Linked DNA regions of Mus musculus: all the other regions are linked to region 1. Evidence: chromatin contacts called from public HiChIP or PLAC-seq and promoter capture Hi-C data. All regions are on one chromosome and are shown on one strand. Each heading gives the region's core, a stretch centred on a gene start, on an enhancer-like site or on the middle of the called end of the contact. The rest is flanking DNA. Distances are from core to core; before and after follow the strand shown. Region 1 holds the start of Fras1 (Fraser extracellular matrix complex subunit 1). Region 2 overlaps Fras1 (Fraser extracellular matrix complex subunit 1). Region 3 overlaps Fras1 (Fraser extracellular matrix complex subunit 1). Region 4 overlaps Fras1 (Fraser extracellular matrix complex subunit 1).

What was found. Promoter capture Hi-C pulls out the DNA fragments that hold promoters and counts their contacts. HiChIP or PLAC-seq counts read pairs in DNA pulled down with a chosen protein or histone mark.
Region 2: a promoter capture Hi-C map of neural stem cells shows a contact between it and region 1. The contact joins the enhancer-like site here to the promoter of Fras1 in region 1. A contact is called at or near these places in 11 of 39 promoter capture datasets (the 3T3-L1 cell line, the C10 cell line, cranial neural crest and 6 more), 12 of 115 datasets of contacts at active chromatin or transcription factors (craniofacial prominence, embryonic basal ganglia, embryonic forebrain and 7 more) and 3 of 9 other capture datasets (adipose tissue, embryonic stem cells and macrophages).
Region 3: a contact with region 1 is called in an H3K4me3 HiChIP or PLAC-seq map of neural tube, with 4 times the contacts expected there. The contact joins the enhancer-like site here to the promoter of Fras1 in region 1. A contact is called at or near these places in 13 of 39 promoter capture datasets (the 3T3-L1 cell line, 3T3-L1-derived adipocytes, the C10 cell line and 7 more), 1 of 484 Hi-C or Micro-C datasets (cerebral cortex), 11 of 115 datasets of contacts at active chromatin or transcription factors (craniofacial prominence, embryonic basal ganglia, embryonic forebrain and 8 more) and 4 of 9 other capture datasets (adipose tissue, embryonic stem cells, macrophages and 1 more).
Region 4: a promoter capture Hi-C map of liver shows a contact between it and region 1. The contact joins the enhancer-like site here to the promoter of Fras1 in region 1. A contact is called at or near these places in 12 of 39 promoter capture datasets (the 3T3-L1 cell line, 3T3-L1-derived adipocytes, the C10 cell line and 8 more), 1 of 484 Hi-C or Micro-C datasets (nephron progenitors), 9 of 115 datasets of contacts at active chromatin or transcription factors (astrocytes, embryonic basal ganglia, embryonic forebrain and 4 more) and 1 of 9 other capture datasets (pancreatic islet).

The regions. Positions count from the first base shown.
Region 1 is chr5:96,372,305-96,375,774 of GRCm38.p6, forward strand. It overlaps Fras1 (Fraser extracellular matrix complex subunit 1), which reads left to right and starts at 1,651. Exons shown (of 74, transcript NM_175473.3): 1 at 1,651-2,581. The coding sequence starts at 2,509.
Region 2 is chr5:96,728,700-96,732,169 of GRCm38.p6, forward strand. Fras1 (Fraser extracellular matrix complex subunit 1) reads left to right here. Exons shown (of 74, transcript NM_175473.3): 51 at 2,890-3,003. Gm32995 (a long non-coding RNA gene) reads right to left here. Exons shown (of 6, transcript XR_389342.3): 5 at 3,327-3,419; 6 at 396-1,491. Among named protein-coding and RNA genes, the nearest start is that of Gm32995, 8.8 kb to the right of the region's middle. Within about 2 kb of position 1,677, at least 2 of the 459 cell types and tissues checked have an H3K27ac peak or open chromatin away from gene starts, as enhancers often do. A contact at or near this core is called in neural stem cells, where this site is marked.
Region 3 is chr5:96,710,987-96,714,456 of GRCm38.p6, forward strand. It overlaps Fras1 (Fraser extracellular matrix complex subunit 1), which reads left to right. Exons shown (of 74, transcript NM_175473.3): 45 at 1,391-1,579; 46 at 2,992-3,111; 47 at 3,367-3,470. Among named protein-coding and RNA genes, the nearest start is that of Gm52781, 5.4 kb to the left of the region's middle. Within about 2 kb of position 1,510, at least 8 of the 459 cell types and tissues checked have an H3K27ac peak or open chromatin away from gene starts, as enhancers often do. A contact at or near this core is called in neural tube, where this site is marked.
Region 4 is chr5:96,644,282-96,647,751 of GRCm38.p6, forward strand. It overlaps Fras1 (Fraser extracellular matrix complex subunit 1), which reads left to right. Exons shown (of 74, transcript NM_175473.3): 24 at 797-937; 25 at 1,547-1,687; 26 at 3,217-3,357. Among named protein-coding and RNA genes, the nearest start is that of Gm52781, 61 kb to the right of the region's middle. Within about 2 kb of position 1,525, at least 2 of the 459 cell types and tissues checked have an H3K27ac peak or open chromatin away from gene starts, as enhancers often do. A contact at or near this core is called in liver, where this site is marked.

The DNA of each region.
Region 1 (3,470 bases), core at 401-2,900:
TGTTAAGAACCACAAATGTAGTATATGACAATACCTCGTGGTAATGCTCCCGTCTCTCCCTTCACCTTTTTCTTTTTAAAGATTGTTTTCCTTTAGCAAGTCCAAAAGATGGTTTGAGACCCCTTTGGGTGCCACAGTTCTATGCTTTCTTAAAAATGAAGTCAAATAGTTTATTCTAGGGAAACCAGCTGTCTTAAGTTACTCCTAGTCAGTGGTGGCTACAGAAAAAGTGTTTAGGAGGGGTTAGGAATTGTTAGGGTGTATCCACCTGAATTTGGACAGTACTTTCCATTGGTCTGAGAAAATAGTTTCTAGAGGAAGAGGGGGAAGTGGGAGGAGGGAGGACTCAGGTTCCATCCAAGCTGTGGCTGAACTCTGGCGGTGATGATTACTGGCTTGATTCAGTTCATTCTTTCAACTAATGTTTACAGAGTCCCCATATGTGCTTCAAATACAGAGATAAAACCGCTCTGTCCCCACAACGGCTCTGGGAGGCATCGAGGAATTGCTGGGCGATTCCTAAGTCCTTTGAATACTCAACAGCCACACCCAGGTTAATCAAATGTTTCGGTGCCTAAGTGGTGATAGTTACAGGGACCCTTCAGTTTCATTTCATCCTCTTATTCTAAAAAGCAAGGAATTCAAGTACTACTGGCATGCTTTAGAACATGGGCCTTCCCTATGATCGTCAGCAATATTGGAGTCTACTAAGATCCCTGCCCACCACCCTGAATAGCTCGGTGTTCACTGCCACTTCAAACTCCTTTCTGGACAGTCTAGCTGTCACAGCTCTGCCAAGACAGAGAATCTTTTCTGTCTGGCCTTCGAAACCCAGTCTGTATCTCTCCCGTGTAACCATCCCCAGTTACAAAATGATCAAACCTGGACCAGCTATTTTTATTTAGTCCTCTAAAAATAGCTATCACTCAGTACTGGCTGGAAACCAGACCCCACCCTATCCCTCAACTACCTCCAGTGTGCACACCAGGATGCTTTTGCCCTGACATTGGCTTCCCAGTCTTTGACATTTGGAGGCGCAGCTGGACTCACCCAGACTGTGTGGTGTTTTCATCTTTTAGGAAGCTGTAAAGGTGCACTCACCGTGGGAATCTCAACCTAGAACACACGTGCCCCAAGACTGCTAGGTTGCAGGGAAAACCCCTGAGGGTCCAAAATGCGAAGATGGCCAGTCAGCTCTGCTTCAGGCTCTGTGTTCAGCAGCAGTGGGCATGACGAGAGGTGGAGAAGTAGCAGTTAGGACTTGGGTGTGAGCACCCTGTCCCCAACTAGCCTCTCCTGTGGTACCCTCAACAGTGTCTGAATGGAGACCTAACCTCCTGTTTCCACCCGCCCTCGGTGTGACCACTTTTGATCCCGCCTCAGACAAAGCCAATGCAACTCCTGCAGGATGAATAAGGGGATCAGGTTGCTCTCTCGCCTTCCCCCACCCCCTCACCGCGGCTCCCCTTCCCCACGTGACTCTCTGGAATCTTTGCCAAAGCTCGTAGTCTCTGAGTCCATTTTCACACCCAGCAAAGGAGAGAGGAAGGAGGCGAGAGAGGCTGAGGAAGGCGGAGCGTGCGTGCTTTAAATGCGAGGATCCACTCGGGGACTTATCCTGTGCGTTTCCAGGCCCCTCATCTGGGGAGCATTGAGTTCGGAGGGGTCTTTTCCAGCCTCTCTCTTTCCTCCTTGCATCTACAATTATGGCTCCACCTCCACTTGGGTAATCGCACCTCCGCCCTGCAGCGCAGCTCGGGGTGCACGGTGCGGGGAGGTGGGCGTCGGTGTGGAGCAAGCCGCGCCCCTCTGCCCTCCTCCTCTCGGCGAGGGGCGGGCGCGAGAAAGTGGCAGCAGCGCCCCCCGCGCCGCCTTCCGCGCGGAGCTCTGGAAGCGCCTGCAGCAGCCGGGCGGCGTGGTGCGGTGCGGCTGCAGCGCCCCCGAGTCCCGGAGCTCCTGCAGGGCCGCACAAAGTTTGCAACCAGCGGCCCTGCACCGCCCAGCTCCCCGAGCGCTGCTGTAGCCCGGCCCGGCGTGTTCGCGGGGACCCGCCTCGGCCGATGCTACACGGACAGACGGGGGCGTGCCGAGAGAACTTTGAAAAGCTGCCGAGGAGGAACCTGCTCCTGCAGCTCGCCAGTTGGGGACCTCCGGAGGAACTGGTCTAGCCCGAGGCAATGCTGCGGAATCCCAGCAGCCGCTGACCTGCAACTTTCCTGCTAGTCTTGGCGGCGATCTGAGCTTTGCCTCCTCCTCGCAGCCTCGGCTCACGTTGGTGGCCGCTCTGCTGGAGAACCCAGTGAGCCTCGGGGCTGACTGAGTGTTACTGTCGGCCGCATCCTTCTGCGGTCCACCCGGCCAACCTCGGCTCCCGGCCCAGCAGCCAGCGCTTCCCCAGTGTCTGTGCGTCCCGGTTCCCGGCGCCGGCGCCACAGCCTGAGGTTTGGCAGAGAGCAGGTTCTTGGATGCTGAAGGCTGGGATCTTCCTGCGAGAGTGCCGCGGCGGCGATGGGTGTCCTCAAAGCGTGGCTCGGGGTGGCCCTAGCGCTGGCGGAATTTGCAGTATTGCCTAATTGTGAAGGTAAAAAAGAGCGGAACCCCGTGTGAGTTCGACTGTGCAGTTTAAGACACTCAGCCGGGTTTAGTGCTGTGGGTTGTTGGGTGGAAGTTTTGATTTGAGGCGATAGGTGGACACGGAGTGGATTTCCTTTTCAGCTGAAATCCCCACTCCTGGTTTCTCTTGCGGTCAAACCTCAGCCCGGCCACGGCCTCCTCTTTGCTTTTTGCGGGTGGGTGGCCTTTTGAGGTGATATTTCTGAACCCGGATGAATCTTCCTTCCACTTCTACCCTACTCCTCAAGGAAAAGCAACTACTCGGAACCTAGGTGAGAAGCGAGCAGTTGCTCTCACTTTTGTGGAATAAAATCCTCACCCAAGCTCCACTGTTCTATTTTGCTTTCCTCGCCCCAGTAACTCGCCCCCCCTCCCCTTAAAGACCACTTAAGATTTTATAAGTAGTATTCTGGATGTTGAGATTTCAGTTGTAATGAAATAAATTTTACTCGGGAGCGAGAGCACGAGGCTGCCTGCTTCTCAAGGAACAAAAAGTGGTCAAAGAGCATGTATGCACTTCTCTTCTCCCTAGGTTTTCATTGCGCGCGCGCGCGGGGGGGGGGGGGGTGTTCCAGTCCACTTCTTCAAGAGCTTGGGGAGAGAAAGGAGACTTGAGTGTTGTCATCAGGATAGCTTTCGTAATCTCAGCTCAGATAATACATCAGTAAATCTGATGAGGGGTGTGTGTGTGTGTGTGACATGTTGAGTCTGGTGCTGCTTCCCCCCGCCCCGCCCCCCCCCCCGCGCCCCTAGGCGCGCTGAGAGCTCCCACCTGCTCAGAGCCGCGGGGACAGTGGCTGGGTTAGCATTTGCAGAGGGGGAAGGTGGCAGGCTGGGAGAGAGACAACTTCATCCAC
Region 2 (3,470 bases), core at 427-2,926, 360 kb after region 1:
CAAAGCAGTCAGAGGCCACATGGGGATGGTTGCACACAGCACAGTACTGAGTTCTTACTCTGCTAAAATTAACTACACTGTCCCTGGACAAGTCATTTCTCTTAGGTCTTGGTTTTTCAAGACAATGGCACAATAATTGAGGCTTCTAGTGCCTTATCTAAACACCAAAGGGGACAGTTCTGATAGAGTGACTGCTAGTGAGCCCCAGTAAGACAGAGTGATGGTCACCAATGTTACTCTTTATTTTTGAGTTTTTCTTCCATATGATATTTCTATGTCACATGGCTCTATTCTCTCTCTCTCTCTCTCTCTCTCTCTCTCTCTCTCTCTCTCTCTCTCTCTCCCCCCTCTCTCCTCTCCCCTCCCCCTCCCTCTCCTCCTCTCCCCATGTGTGTGTGTGTGTGTGTGTGTGTGTGTTCTAAGACTCCTCATTCCAACCAGTCACTGAGAGTTTCTCGCTCTCAAGAGGATTTTTACCAGTTTTAGTCCTGGCTCTGCCACTTGGCTGAGTGTCTTTGTAAGTCATGTTCCTTTGAAAGCCTCAGCTTCCCTATCTATGAAATGGAGGTAGTTCCTCCTCTCCTAAGTTCATGAGGTCCTCTGTCCCATGGCAGACCCACAGAAACATCAGAGAATGTCTACATTCATCTTCATCATTACCATTTTAGGATCAGCCTGTGTATCCTATAAGATGCCTTGCTATTGAGGTTGAGCGACTTCCCAGGTTTTCTCTTTCCAAGATTGAGGGAAAGGGAGCTGGGGAGATGATTTGAGTTTGAAAGCCTTTGCTGTGTGGTTTTGAGCACCTGTCTTCAGTCTCCAGAACCAATGAGTAAAGCTTAGCATGGTGGGGTGTGCTTGTAGTTCCAGCACTGGGGAGACAGAGACAGGCTCATCTCTAGAGCCAGCCTAATCTAATGAGCAATCCCCAGGTTAGCTACTGAAGAACAATACCTGAGGTTGACTTCTGGCTCTACATGCACACACACACACACACACACACACACACACACACACACACACAAGTGACGTATGTGTGAACTCCTTACCCACCGCCTTGTGTACCATTTGCTCAGTACTTTGTTCATTAACAGAACTTGCCATTCCATGAACTCCCCCTGGAGTCACTGCATCTCTGGTAGAGGGTGGGCTGGGGACACCCCAACACCCTACACACCTATGTCCAGCTCCACAGAAGCAGTGTTGGAGAACGGTGTGCACAGAGCCTGCTGTTCCTCCAGGACAGAAAGGGTCTTTCTCGCTCCTGGTGAGTTTCTGTCCTTCACTGGTGGGAGACGATTACACTCCTGGAAAGGACATCAGCCTGTGTCCTTCAGAGACCCAGAAGGCCATCCTGGGCTGCTCATCACATCTGCAGTGGCTTTTGGGATTCCTCTGCCCTGCGTGCATCTGCTCTATCTGTTCGGTGGCGACGCCGGGCAGGCTATCACTTTGTCCTTTTCCCACTGTAGCTGCTTCTGATTAGCTTGACTTTCAAAGGAGAAACATAAATCAAAATATGTCAGCAATGGATACCTTCTTAAAAACCTAGTGGTCAGAGCAAGCCTTCTGAGGAACCCTGTCACTTTAAGAAATGGAGATTGTGTAGAAGGTGGGTTGAGAGAGACAAAAAGCTAGTAAGTAGCTCACTGCCCTGTGTTGCAGCTGATACACACTCACAACAAGCCACGATGCATGTATACTGTCTAAAGACTGGTCTCTCTTTCTCTGGGGATAGAATTAAAATGTAAAATCCCTTCCACCATTCATTCCCATAACTGCTTTTCTTCTTGTGCCTCTTACCCACAGAGAGAGCACTGTCCTTAAAGCAAACAAGAACAAAACCAGGCAAAGAAAAGAAAAGGAAAACCCTTTGTGCTTAGAAGCTTCCCTCCCTGTCTGAGCTGACCCCACCTGGAGCCTTCAGCATTAACATTTTAATGATGCTGCTTGCCAGCCTCTCATGAAAACTTTAACACAAGATACTGAGAGAAAAAGTAGCTGTGTATTGTTTCATCTTAGGCAAGGTTGTTTCTTTTTGTAGTTAATTTTTAAAATTAGTGTACAGGGTAATTGGTTTCCAGCATTTTTCATATATGTATGTCTTTCCACTTTGTTCTTTTTCATACTCCCCACTGGCCTGCCTGGCTTCCTCTCTTGGAGGTCCCTTCTTCCCCAAAGGTACCACCTTCTGCTTTCATGTGACTGACGTGTATTGCAGCATCCCCTCTTGATGCCCCTCCCTTTAGACCTATTTTTGTCCTCTCATGGTCCCCTTTCTACTTCCCTGTCAGTTACATAATTTAAAATATAGAACCTGACATGAGAGAAAACATATTTATTGTTTTAAATCTAACCATTGTGACATCCACTAAAGAAGACTTAAGTGTACCCAAGCACAATATTGGTAGTCCCGTTGACTATGGGGATTGAGGCAGGAGGGTTACTTGAGCTCAGAAACTCAAGGCCAACCTAAATAATGTTGCATGATGCCATATTAACACATGCACATACAAGAAGCACACATACATACACACAAACATACTTGCTGCACTCATTCACATGCACACACATATGCAGTCACAAAGGCATGCACTCACAAGTATACACAAATGCACGTGTGTATACACACACACACACACACGTAAAAGCCAACATCTACAGTAGATGAGGCTGAGCAGAGATATCCTTGCTTTTTGTTTCTGTGCACATGTTAGACTCACCCTGTCAGTCACTTCTCCCTGAGGTCTAATGGCAGTTGTGATAAGAGGTGAAAGCTAGCTGTGCTCTGTCTCTGACATGTGCACAGAGTTTGGAAATTGCAACATTTAGGTACAGTGTTTGGGAAACTCCAGCATCAAGGATGAGTGCTCTTCTCTCCCCCTGCAGATCATGACAGCAGCCCCTCAGCAGTTCCATGTGGACATTCTCCCGGTGGATGACGGCACCCCCAGAATTGTCACCAATTTGGGGCTCCAATGGCTGGAGTATATGGATGGCAAGGTATGTCATATCCTACCTACCATATCCTCTGCTCAGTGCTCAGGGTAGGCTAAGTCCTCATCACGATGCTATTTAGAAACAGACTAGCAGCTCACCCACCACTCTCGTGACCTGGCTTTCCTAAGACCGGTGAACCCAAAAGTTTGGTTAGGCTTCTCCATCTATTAAATCATTAGCATCAGTTAGCTTGTGATATTAATATAACCCTACCACCCTACACAAAGAGCCTCCAAATATAGCAGGTCAAATAAGAGAGTCATTTCTTAATTGTATACCACATGTGATGTGAAAGTGTTTGGCCAGGACTGTGCCTATCGCCTTACCCCTTACCGCTGTAGGCTCTTCACTGTGATGGTGTCGCCCATTGCTGAGTGCCTGTTGTTGACTACACAGACAGAAATGAGTCAGTATCCCATCTAAAAGAAAGGATAAAACAGAAGTCCGGGCTAAGAGACTTCATTTTCAGC
Region 3 (3,470 bases), core at 260-2,759, 340 kb after region 1:
CCTTAAAATCATAAAGTTCAGCTTAGAGCCAGGTCTCCTGTGACCGTGCCTCTGTCCAGCCTGCAGCATAGAAACCTACAACAAAAGAACCCTGGCAAGATTTTTTAAGACTTTAATTTTTAAGAAAATTGAAAAGGCACAGAAGAGCAGTTGGGAGGCTACTTGGAGTTAAGAGGTTATGCAAATAATTGACAATCACTTTGTATGCCATTCTGGCATCAAACTGTCAGACTTTTGCTGTGTTTTAGTAGCCTTAAAGGCGCAATGATAGATATTAGTCTTGGATATGCTATACTGTAGGAAGTTAACAGTGAGTGGGCCTTTGACTAGAGTTTCTGTGCACCAGAACTCTGTAGTTGTTTATTTTAGTTTCCCATATGTTTTGTATTGAAAAATAAGCACGTGGTATAATAAAGTCTGCAGTTTTGAGAGTTACCAAAGCCTCTATAAATTGGCATTTTGCTACTTACAAGCAAAGTAGTCTGTTATTGTTTCATGGGCTCTTGGAGAAGACATGATTGGTTTTTTTTTTTATATCGAACTTCAAATCACTCTGTCCTCTAAGCCTTGTGGTGTATTGCAGAGGGACAGCAGGGGTGACATCACATGCACTGGGATACATGACACATGAGGAACTTTGCGCTTGGGATATAGCATATCGTGTCAAGCACCGAGTCAGTCAGATCTTTGTCTGGAGGAAGACATTGTCTTGTCCCTCAAGGCTACTTACTGGGTGGTCTGGGTAGAGTGTGAAAGGTCACATTTTTGGGAGAAGGGGCAGTGTCATTCCAAACACCAAGACATGTATGGCATGGATGTTGAATGTTGACATCACTGGTATTTGCTGTTTTTAAGACAGGAATGTAGCTGGGCAGGAAGCTAAGGGCAGGGTTCTGAGAAGTGTTCCCATGGTGGGTGTCTTGCCTCTGTCCCCAGTCTCCACACAGACCCTAAACCTGACCCCTCTGCTCAGTTTACCTTCCGACTTGAGGAACACTGATTTTGACAGTTTAGTCCAAGATGACAATGAGAGATGCTCATGAGCTCAGGTACAGCTGGTGCTTGCTGATTTCGTTATTCTCCAGACAGCAAATAAATCAAATTGAAGCAGGTTTCTTAAATGCAAGGCCTAGATGTATGTGCTTCATAGAAGTAGCTGTTGTTGCTAGGTTCCACGTGGAGGCTACTATAAGGGCATGAGCAAGAGTAAAGAGGACACGAGCAAAGAGCATAGTTCTACATGATTTTCTTTTGGGGAAATTAGTGTTTACTCAGCTGGAAATGGAAGCAGAAAAATGCCTGGTATGTACTCTGGAGTAATGTGTGTCACTTAGTGTCCCGTTTGAAGGAAAGATGGAGAATGACCTTTCTCTCTTCCGCTCTCTCCCAGGGTCCGTAGCACGCATCACAGAGCAGCACTTGAAAGCAACAGACACTGACTCTGAGGCCGGCCAGGTTGTATACATCATGAAGGAAGACCCTGGTGCAGGGCGTCTGCTGATGGCTAAGGCTGACAACCTAGAGCAAATCTCTGTTAGAGGCCCCATCCGGAGCTTCACCCAGGCAGACGTTAGCCAAGGTCAGCCTGTTCTCTCAGCCTGTCGAAGCTTCCCAAAGTCTGTCTGCTATAACAAAGTGGGAGCTAAGTGCCTGGCAAGCCTGTGGCAGGAGCCTGTGCTTTCTTTGTTTTCAATGCGAGCTGAGTTATAGCTTCATTTATTTTTCTTTGTCTCTCTTTTGTTTTAAAAAATGGAGAGGGGATTATTTTTCTAGGCCAGAGAAATGTATTTTCTGAGAAATCTGTGTCTATTGTAAAGGGGGGGGAAGTGTCAGATTGAATGCTGTGTTGCTAAAAGGATGTGTGAGAGAGAAAAAACAAAAGGAAGTGTGTTGGGATGGATGATGGTGAAAATTATGCCTTCCTTAGGTGAGCAATTTATATCTCTGCCCGGCTCCCCAAGAGCACCAGTTAATGAACTAGGTTAAATGGAAGAGCATAAATCGGAGCTGCCTAGGGGAGATTACATGCCTCATCCCTCCTTCAGAAAATGCTGATGTAACGCAAAGACATAAATGTTGAGTGCTACATAGCTACTGTACAGTGCTTTCGGGGGTAGAAAAGGAAAAAACATCATAGATGGGAGGAGAAATGGCTCAAAGCCATGTGACCCAGTGCAATTCCTTCTAGAGGGAGAAATATGGCCCCAGGAGAAGAAGTATGGGCTCTGACAAAGTACTGACACACCTAAACTGAGAGCAGCTAGATGCTCACTGGATCTGTGGGTCGGCAAGGAGGTGCAGTAGACAACAGGATGGCATAGTTATTTAATTCTTGCATTCCTCAGTGTCCCCTTGTGAAAAATGAGGGCAGGCAGTCCTTTGCAGGGCTTGGTTCTGTTCACACTGATGGGTCCAGGCACATGATGTATGTCAGCAAAATGGGATGCCCTGTCATTCTTCCTTTGGATCCTTCCTGACCTCTTTGTGTAGATTATGTGCTAGCTTATCTATTGGTTGGATACAGCCCATGCTCCAGGCAGTGGGAATGGAAGATCCCTGGAGAGGTGGGCTGCAGGCCTGCCCTCTCTTGCCTTGTGATGTGGATTTATTGGAGGGTGGCTCCAAATGATGTGGCTGGGGTCAGTGCCGTGTGCCCATATGCAGCCTCATTTACCTAGGTACTCATGAGACCACCTCAGAAGCCAAGCTAAAGACTTCAGAATAGCTGAGCCCTACCAGAGGAAATGTCATGTGGAGGAAATTTGTTATGAGGAGCCTTTAAGGTATAAGGAAGTTGGTGGTAGGAGAGGAAAGAGAGGGAATGAGACTTTAGATTAAAATGTCAAAAATGGCACCTAGGTAAGGAAGGTGTGAATTGATTCCTCGGTGTGAATACCAATTGAAGTATTCTACCTCTCGATTCAGAAATGAGTAGCTAAAGGTACTTATAACTAATCTGGGTTTTTTCTTCCTTCCTTCTCTATTTTATAGGGCAGATAGAATACAGCCATGGACCAGGAGAACCTGGTGGGAGCTTTGCTTTTAAATTTGATGTGGTTGATGGGGAAGGCAATAAGTTGGCTGACCAGTCATTTTCCATCGGTGTTTTAGGTAAGGAGTATCAGGTGTGCTAATAGAGAACAGCAGATGTGGGGGTCTTCCATTCCCACAGTGTTCACTGTGGAGCTTCTGTCCTTCTTTTACATAACCAGCAAAGATAAAAATCCAGGACTGGCCCCTTCCTGGGGCCTCTGAGGAACAGCTCTCAGAACTCCTCTGATCTTACCTCCTGGGCACTCAACCTGGAACTGAAGAAAGGGAACTGGAAACCTCCCATGACAAAATACTGTTTCTGATATTTTACAGAAGACAAATCCCCACCAGTCGTCATCACCAATAGAGGGCTGGTCTTAGATGAGAACTCGGTGGAGAAAATCACTACTGCACAGCTGTCGGCCACCGACCAGGAC
Region 4 (3,470 bases), core at 275-2,774, 270 kb after region 1:
AAGACTACCAGTGAGGGCAGTAGCTTGCTTCTCTGTGCCCCAGCCCCCAGGACTCCTGACTCAATGCTGAGCCTGATAAGTATGTTTTAACAATGTCCCTGGACTGCTGAGGTCCACATCCTAGACTGGTCTTACTGCAGCAGAAACTCCTTGTCTCACTTTTATGTTCTCCCCATGCAGTGAACTGTGCCCTTACAGGCGCTTGTTGAACAGAGAAGCATTCAAACTAGTTTGTTCTGCCCTAAATGAGGTCTTCCATCGTGCACTAATCCCCTTCTTTCTGGAGAGTCCCTTTATACCTCGTTTGTTCTTTCTACCACACTGTCTCCATTAGGCTTTCAATGGGTCTGGTGTCATGGCAGCAGCAGAATTCTTAGCTATGTCTCTGATGTCTCTGAGTATTTGGAGGAGGTCAGGGATAGGTCTGTGGGGCAAGCCTGCTCCCTGGGAGTGGTCTGGCATAAAGAACTAGGGTGGCCCAAGGCTGAAGTACTCAGGTGCCTATGGAATAAAGCCAGGTGGATCCGGCTCTACAGAAGCCCTGTTGACAAGTAGGCTCTGCACAGGCTTGAACTGTTCCTTGTGCATGCCTGTGTCTGACACAATTAGGAAATGCTAAACCTCGAGAAGCATTTAAAGGCCTACAAGCCGGGGCCTCGTTACAGCTCGCTCATCTGACATCTCTGTGTTGTCCCTACTTTACCTCTTACAGCTACAGACAAGTGGCCTCCTAATAGTTTGCTAGGACTGATGGGAGACAGAATAGAAGCTGCTCTAACATAGGCTTTCTTTCTAGAGTGTGACTGGAGTTGCAACGCCTGTACTGGGCCTCTTCGAACAGACTGTCTGCAGTGCATGGACGGCTATGTTCTCCAGGATGGTGTGTGTGTGGAGCAGTGCTCACCACAACACTACCGGGACTCCGGCTCCTGCAAGCGTAAGTGTCAGCCTCAGGCTTTTAAGGAGCCGGCAAGGTATTCTTCTGGCTTTTCTACACCTCCTGGTTTCCTTCTTCAGCAATGTCTCTGCTATCAGTGACAATTTCCTTTTTCCTTTTCCCATGCCTTAGTAGAACACAAGCTAAAATCTGCTAGCAGTATGACAACCATATAGTTAAGTGGCCACACAAACATTTCTCTGAACCATTAATTTTAGATTTCCTTAAACATTTAACAATCCTATTCTCAAGATGGGAAGCTCTGTATACCTAGAAATTTGAACCACCAGAAAGACTGATAATTAATTACAATAAAAATAAATATCTGCTAATTATTTTTGTGTTTGTCTAGTATTTTCTATAATCTGATACAAATTCCATGGGAGGAGTTCGGGATGTTATTCTCACTTCTGAGATATAGGAAGGGCATGGTAGAGAGGCTAGCCCTGAGACCTCCACTGACACAACCAGGAGCCGGGCTCTGTCACTCTTGTTGACACACTTTGCCCAGCGTATGGGTCCCATTGCTTCATGACCTTTGCCATAAGTGCCCAGAGTCCACTTGGAAAACCCGCATAGATGCCTGTTGACTTGACTTTTGTCTTTCAGGCTGTGACAGCCACTGTGTTGAGTGCCAGGGTCCCCATGAGTGCACACGCTGTGAAGAGCCCTTTCTCCTCTTCCAAGCCCAGTGTGTCCAAGAATGTGGGAAAGGATACTTTGCAGATCATGCCAAGCACAGATGCATAGGTGAGCTGGGTCTTTGCTGAGTGCTTTGGGAAGAACTTGGGCCAGCCAGCAAGTCGTCTGCACTGATTCTCATGTAACCAAGACCATCTGACATAGAAGCAGAATAAAAGCCAATGAGCTTGGCCTAAGTCATTGATTGCTTCCTATGTACTTATGCCAAATGCTGGTTAAATAGAATACAGGAAGCCAGACTGATAATTCTCTTGTACGAATCAATATTGTTCCTAAAGGTCTTTGTAGAAATGAAGCCAGCATTTTATGGAATGCAAAGCTTATATTGAATGCCTGTGAAGTACCCATTAAAAGTGGATCAGCTATATTGGTGTGGATGTAGAACGTTCAGTATGTAGACTAAATCGCTCATGACCCCAGTATTGATATTATATCCTTAAGGAATAGGATTTGGGCAATCGGTTAGTGAGAAATACTGGTGCTTTTACTACTAGACTGAAGTTAAGCCCAAAGTCTTAACCTTGCCTATGGAATCATCTCAGAAGAATTCCTACCTGCTGTCACTTCTATTGAAACCTGTTGCCTGGCGCATCCACTAGGAAGAATACTTGATGTAGAATAATAGTGCACAGGTAACATGGGGTCTTTTCTGAGTGCTTGGGGAAAAACTCCCTTGAGTTTTATATGTCCCTAGATTGTTTTCATCTCTAATGTCCCATTTAATATCCACAATGACGTTGTGAAACAAAGACATGGTAGATAGAGAGTATCCTGTTCTGTAAGCATGAAAATCAAGGCAGCTTTGAAGAGTTAAGGCAGCACATTGCGCCCTAGATCTCTGATTCAAGTTTAAAGCCCTAGCCCTGTGCTACATAGCTCTACCATAATAAATCCCAGCCTAGGAAGCAGGACAAGTGGACGTGGAGCACTCTGTCTTTCAAAGGTTATCAACTTGATCAAAAGAAGAAGAAAGCCCTAAGGTACTTTTAAGAGCTAGCTCTCTGAGTGAGGTTAATACTTACCGTCACTATTCTCATTCTCGGGTGACACAGCTCTCACAGTAATAATGCTATGGTATGGAAGAACAGTGAGCCCTCCTTGTGTGCCTGACACTTCAGACTGTAATGCTTGTATTCCTCCAGACTACCGTCTGTATTAGGCGCTATTTCTACCCTTATTATTAAGACAAGAACCCAGACTGTAAAAGACAGTTCAGGGTCACAGTTGGTAAGAGACAGAGAAGGCATGGTAACCCAGAGGAACCTGTGCTCTTCGTCTCCCTAAACAGCATCTCTCACAAGTCAGTAGGCCCTCTAGGACATTCATCCATGAGTGGTGTTCTTTACATGATGTTCTGTGAGTTGAGTGTGGATCTCACTATTCCGTTCCCTCCTTGGGGGAGATCAGCTCCCTACAAATATCAGCAAGGAAACTGAATTCTCTGTTGTTACAGTGAGGCAAGCATTTATCCATTGCTGGCGTTTTGGCTCTTCTGGTTACAGTACCTCTATTTGCCACTGTGGTCATACCAAAGGGATGTGCTTCACTGTGCCTTATCTGTGTCTTCTTTCTGGCAGCCTGCCCTCAGGGATGCTTGCGGTGCAGCCACAAAGATCGGTGTCACTTATGCGACCACAGTTTCTTTCTGAAGAGTGGTCTCTGCATGCCCACCTGTGTCCCTGGTTTCTCTGGCCACTCATCTAATGAAAACTGTACTGGTAAGATCATCTTTGCTGGAAGTCTGCTGGTGATGTTACCAGTCATGTCTCTGAACAAATGATGCGTCTCCAGATACAGTTAACATCTGTTATATGAAATTCAGCTTTCCTAT